2 separate regions of the Mus musculus genome follow, and region 1 is linked to region 2. The links are chromatin contacts, called in public ChIA-PET maps. All regions are on one chromosome and are shown on one strand. Each heading gives the region's core, a stretch centred on a gene start, on an enhancer-like site or on the middle of the called end of the contact. The rest is flanking DNA. Distances are from core to core; before and after follow the strand shown.

Region 1 (3,141 bases), core at 213-2,712, 110 kb after region 2:
AAATGACTCAAAATAATGTCTATTCAAACACAATAATGATACATTTGGTAATGTTACAATAATTACTTCCAGAAATGTTACAAATTAAGACAGAAAGTACATGCACTGTAAAATGTACTAAAATGTTATTGGCAGTTATCACTCCTTAATCAGATTATTGTTGAGTTCTGGGCAACATGTGTTTTCTTTCTTAACATGGTTTCTTTTAGATGACTACAACTTTCAGATAAGAAATTTAGGTAACATCCAGAAGGAAGCTATTTTCGTTTCTACAATGAAATAAAGTGTTTGTTGCTATGAAATAAATATATTTTGTGTCTCTTTTAGATCTAGCTCCTGGAGGTTCTGACGATTGGATCTATGATTTGGGCATCAAATATTCGTTTACAATTGAGCTCCGAGATACAGGCAGATACGGATTCTTGCTGCCTGAGAGATACATCAAACCCACTTGTGCAGAAGCTTTGGCCGCCATCTCTAAAATAGTTTGGCATGTCATCAGGAACACTTAATGCCCTAACCTCCGCTCTCATTATTTTTATTTTATTGATTTCAGCAACACTTAACTGTTGCATTAGCTTCTAAGTTGAATCAGTTTCCTTGGTTTTGTTGAAGAATAAAAAGCACACTACTTTGAGCTTAAGAGTGAAAATGGCCCCCTGTGTATTTTAACATTTTTATTTTTATTATTTTTATTCTAAGAGGTTAGCTACTGGTCCCACCCCACCGTCCCTTGATTTATGATGAACAGCTATCTTAAGCAGTTTTAAGATGTACTGTGTGTGTGGTGGGGCGTGAGGGTGTGAGTTTAAGCACCAGGTTTATGCTGGACCCCCATCAGAGGCCAGAAGAAAATGGGGAACCGCTGTTACTGAAGGTTACAGAAGGTGGTCAGCAGTCACGTGGGGGATGGGAGTCAAACCTGGTCTCTGAAAGAGCTGCAACCGCTTTTAACGGCTGGAGCCATCTCTCCAGCTCCTCCTAAGCAACTTTTACCCTAAATCTACGGAGATCATTGGATCCAAGCAGGAAAAGCAAAGGCACTCTGTAGCACCTCAAGGGTTTGCACCCTAAAATTTTAATCAGTCTCTGCTCTTGTTCTTGAAAACGCAATCCGTGCATTTCTGCTCCAGCTTCAGGCCCAGGCGGGGGACGGGCGGTTGTCAAAATCTGCAGCTTCGAAACGCACCAGGCTGGTGGTTACTGCCGAAACAAAGTAGCACTTTATGCGATGGAAAACGGTGAAAACCAGAATCTCAGTCAACTGAGAATCTCCGTCCTCCCACGCTGACTCCGTGTCCCCAGACCTTAGTAAACAGGCGTCAGGAACACACTCCGCACTGCCCTCGCGTCGGACGCGAGGGGGCGTGGTCTGAGAGGGGCGGGGCTTACTCGATGACGACTAATCTGGGGGCCGGAAGCTGCCTTGCCTGCGGAGGAGTCGGGCAAACTCGCGACTTCCGTCGGCTTTTAGATGCTGCCAGTGTAGCGGCCAGGCAGAGTTGTGGTCTTAGCGTTGCTCTGCAGTGGCTTCTGTGCGTCTCTCGTCTCGTGTCCGGAGCTCTCCAGAGCTGGGAGAAGATCCGGGCGGCTCCGCTGCTCCCTGTTCCCGGCGTCCGCCCCGCTTGAGGAGGGCCGGCCCCTGGGAGCCGCGCGTGCACGTCCTCTTGGTCGTCCTCCCGGGGCCGGGCGCGGGGACAGCCGGAGCTGAGGCGTCAGGGACGTCCTGAAGACTGCGCTTACAAGGGTGCTTGGAGAGGAGGTAAGCGTTCGGGGAGCGGATGGGAAGAGGCGTTGGACCCGGCTCGTGTGGGCGTCCTGCGCTGTGGCCTCCATCCTCGCTCGCCTTGTTCTGTGCTGCTTGTGTTTCTGAACGCTGTTTGAGCATCCCACCCTTGACTCTGCAGAGGCTCTTGGTGTTAGATCTGGCTGTTGCTCCAGTTGTGATTCTGCAGTCTGTGTCAGGAAGCAGGCGGACTCGGATACCGTGGTGTGGTGGTCGCATTTGTGTGTGGTGAAAGGATGCAGCAGTTGTGTTTCTTGGATTTAGAGTTGCCTTCTTCACGTATTCCAGATCTATTGAAGAAAGGAGAGTCCTTTTGATTGTTCCTGGTCTTGCTTATTTCCCGGCTGCAGTAAATACTATTGGGAGTGTAGGAGTACTGTTTTATCTTTATACTCCCAGGCAACGGGAAGCTGGAACGAAAGGAGAAGATATATCTGGCAGTATCACTTGCTAAGCAGGTTGACATTTATGTGGCTGGAAAAGTATTCAGAGTTGAAGAAAATACTTGGATGATATTGGTAGGATCTTGCTTGTGAGAGGCAGTATCTTAAGTTAATTCGTTTTATTAGGAGTCTTCAGATAATTTGAACTCTTTCAGTTATGGGCGTGCACAGTCTCTCCTGGTTTGTGAATTTCAAAAAAAAATAATTTGAAAAGGTTGGACCTTTAAGTTTGGCATTTAAGGGTTTAAAAGTCTGTGATATGTTTATTTAGTTAGTCCAGATCACTATGCGGCTCTGCCTATATGCTTAGTTTTGCTATGTAGTACTTAACATTACTAGCTTTAGAATCCAAACAACAATATTTCGCAACACAGACGTATAAATTTTTAAATAACCTCCAACTTCTTAGTTAGATTATATCAGATGACAGTTTCATCTGGAGACTTAGCAAGCTGATGTAGGAATGTCACAATTTCTGTGCAAACGGTTGTGCCCTGAAACTTGAGTTTCAGTGTGAGCATCTGGTAGGATGTAGTTGATACCAACACATAGGGGGTGACTCAGATACCTAAATGTGCAGAAACTCAAATCCCTTCTGGAAAACGATGTTTTATATGCCTTCAATCATCTCTATACTTCTAATACATAGTGCAATGTAAATCCTATAAAAGTACTTTATGCTAATTTTAAATAATGTAAATAAGGTTTGTACACAGTGTAGTTTTGGTTTTTGGGTTTTTTGTTGTTGTTTTGTGTTGCTTTGTTTTTGTTTTTGTTTTCCTGGATATGTTCAATCCAGGGATACAGCTTCTTTATTTGCTTTCTGTTTACTGGTGACTTGGAGTGAACACTAACCTTTATTCTGAGTATATTCTCTGTTCTCAGCAGGCCGTATCACCCTGAACACCTGAT
Region 2 (2,904 bases), core at 350-2,849:
GGATATGTTAACATCTTAGGTCGTATGTTACCAAGGGTGGCCTGGCAGTGTGAGTGATTTTTGACAATGAGGTTTTTAATGCCCATGTTTTCTGACTACACAAAATATGAGAGGTCTTCTCCATTCAGTCTCCAAAAAACAAGAGCAATTGTGTTGCTGGCTTCTGCTACTTCTTGTAGGGCTGTCTGGATTATTTGTTAAGGCTGAAGGCCATGCAAATGAATGTCTCTACATTTTGGAGGAAAGGTCCTGTCTACACAGGGAATTCTTTTAAGCGACTGAAGCATATAGCCTCGAAGTATTGTACCATCTCTCAGCTTGTATTCATTTAGAACTGTCAGTCAAGCCCAGGACTGATGTTACATATACACTGTCCTGCACACATGGTGAAAACCTGTGTTTCTAACTGTTGGAAACCACTCTAGCAGGACAACTTAAAACCAAAATCAGAAGCAAGACAAACAAACAAACAAACAACAACAACAACAAAAAACCAAAACAAGAAAAAGAAAAAAAAAGTGATGACTTGTCAACACACACCTTGAGGTCAAATTTACCAAGAATTTACTGTAATTGGCTTCTATTAAATGAACTTTTTAAAAAAGGATGTCTGCATAGCTAAATTTAAATGGAATTCACCACTTTTTTCTATGAAGAGTGAATTTCTGGAAGTTTTGGTGTCTGGCCATTAATCTTTCTTTACTTGCAGTACTCATCTGCCTGGCTGGTTTCAAGGCAAAAAGTAAAACTAACCCAAAAAACAGTGGGGTCTCCGGAGGAGAGGCTTAAGGTCCAGAAAATACTAGGGGGAAAAAAAACGTACTCCAAAGATTTTCATCAGAGATAGTAATAAGAATGTAATTTAAAAAAAAATGCTGTGAAGGCTTGTCAACATTTCCCCCTTACATTTGGGAAGGAATAACACTGAATATGGCAGAGTTAGTGCCAACCACGTTTGGCTTGCTGAAGCATCCACCTGCCATGCCTGCCTACAGAGCACAGCGTCTTACTCATGGTAGCAGCACGAGGGAGGGAGGGCTCTTCCGGACCTCAGGTTCTACGGTGGCAGTTTGCAGTGGTCTCTGATGACATTTCGTTAGCAGTCCCTGTCTGGCAGGAGTGTTTTAAACTTCGTCTCCTTTGTATGTTGTACCTTGCAACAGTCAGGACTGTTAGATTAAAAAGGATCCCAGTGTTTTAACCTGATTGATACTTCTACCTCAGAACCGTTTGGAGAAGGGTGGCCCGCGCGTGTGTTTAAACTAGAACAGGAAGGGGACCTGTGCAGGGCCTCAGAGATGCGCATGCTCAGGCCGCTCAAATGTAGAACCCTGTACTGTATCGACCTGGGGGGCGGAGGGGGGGGGCGGAGTGGTAAGAAGGAAAATGTTAGTGTGTATTCTGGCTGTGCACGTCCAACTCTTTTTTTTTAGAATGTTTCATCTGAACTTAATCGAGTTTGTGGATATGGAATGTGTAAAGCTGGAGAGCCGACTGCCACCAATGCGGTTACTTTTAAGTGCTTAGTTTGTGTAACCACATGACTTCCTGGAATCCTCTCCAGTGCCTTGAGCTATCGGGAGTGAGCTGAAGTTACCTAAGGTCCAAGGGCACAAGGGTCAGGGTGGGGCAGGAGTTGGTCTGGATTTCGGGTGCCCCGGGACTGTGCTGGCTGCAGGGTCCGCCTTCCGTGGAGCATGCTGGGAGAAGCTATCATCCTGGAGACACATCGAAAAGCCTAATGTGTGTGTGTGTGTGTGTGTGTGTGTGTGTGTGTGAAGGAGAAGAGAGAGAGCAGAGACAGAGAGAGTGTGTGTGTACAGGTGTTCAAGACAGAGAAAGGAAAAAAATCGCCAGACACCCCAAAGGAGTTTGATATTCATAAATAGGTTCCTTGGCACATTTCATGTAACGGTGGGATGATTCATTAACAGTTTTGCTAAGAATTTTTGGTGCCTTCACGCATTTGCCTCAGCCCACTTCCTCAGCCTTCTTTCATGCCACTTCCTTCTTGTTGAACCTCTCCCCTCCCCCTCCCACGTCTTACCAACCCACGTTCTGGTTCTGGGCGCCGCGCTAGACCGCAAGCCACCAGAAAGTTCCATGCTGTTTCACTCTTTCTCGCTGTTTCTTCAATGATCTTCCCCCTGAATTGTCTGACTTTTCAAGGGCCTCTTGGAAAGGCAGGTCCTCAGCTTGCTTCCTCCACTGACTGAAGTTTGCCTAAGGCTTTGCCTTCAGGTCAGCGTTGCATCTTCTTAATATTTTCCCCCCTGTCCTGTCGCACATATAGAGCGGAGTTCCCTCTCTCCGCCGGCGCACAGGGCTGCTGAAGATATTGACTGGAATGAATAGTTGTCACTTTTTTTTTTTTTTTTAATGAATTCGTTACATAACAGGAAGGCCTCCGATTTCACTTCCTACTTTCATGCTCCCTGAGTCCTTGTGGCGACTGCTCTGAGGGGACACGTGGCAGTCATTGTCCTCAGAGCTTGCTCCCCTCCTTTTCCAAGGCTCCAGTCTTCATTTGAGCCTCACAGCGCCAAATGGACAACGGCTTCGGGAAATATAAGAAATGATACGGTAACTGTAGACTTCAGAAATAAATGACACCAGTCCATCATTGTATTTTAAATGCAGTTACAGGCATACTACCCAGCAATCCTTACATAAGCTGAATTCCCCAGATAGGCCTTTGTTTATGAAGTGAACGCAAGTACACATGTTAGGAACATTACTTAATCACTCTGTATTCTTAGAAAATTCTCAAGTCGCCTTTTCCTTTTTTTTTTTTTTTTTTCACCTGAGGACTGCAGGCCCCTCTGCACATATAGGGGATGTACCAATCAAATCTCAAAATAAAGCTAAATCAGAAAATTAAGAGATTTCCTCATTTAGCTCATG

Evidence for each region. ChIA-PET counts read pairs in DNA pulled down with a chosen protein or histone mark.
Region 1: an RNA polymerase II ChIA-PET map of memory CD8 T cells shows a contact between it and region 2, with 996 read pairs. The contact joins the promoter of Zc3h13 here to the enhancer-like site in region 2. A contact is called at or near these places in 1 of 39 promoter capture datasets (macrophages), 4 of 484 Hi-C or Micro-C datasets (CD4 T cells, the MNK3 cell line, natural killer cells and 1 more), 5 of 115 datasets of contacts at active chromatin or transcription factors (the 230-238 cell line, the SCID.adh cell line, intestinal villus epithelium and 2 more) and 2 of 9 other capture datasets (adipose tissue and liver).

The regions. Positions count from the first base shown.
Region 1 is chr14:75,282,904-75,286,044 of GRCm38.p6, forward strand. It overlaps Zc3h13 (zinc finger CCCH type containing 13), which reads left to right and starts at 1,463. Exons shown (of 19, transcript NM_001359875.1): 1 at 1,463-1,762. Cpb2 (carboxypeptidase B2 (plasma)) reads left to right here. Exons shown (of 11, transcript NM_019775.3): 11 at 328-652. The coding sequence ends at 512.
Region 2 is chr14:75,177,427-75,180,330 of GRCm38.p6, forward strand. The region is part of intron 2 of Lcp1 (lymphocyte cytosolic protein 1); the gene reads left to right. Among named protein-coding and RNA genes, the nearest start is that of Gm15628, 42 kb to the left of the region's middle. Within about 2 kb of position 1,600, at least 161 of the 459 cell types and tissues checked have an H3K27ac peak or open chromatin away from gene starts, as enhancers often do. A contact at or near this core is called in the 230-238 cell line, the MNK3 cell line, the SCID.adh cell line and 7 more, where this site is marked.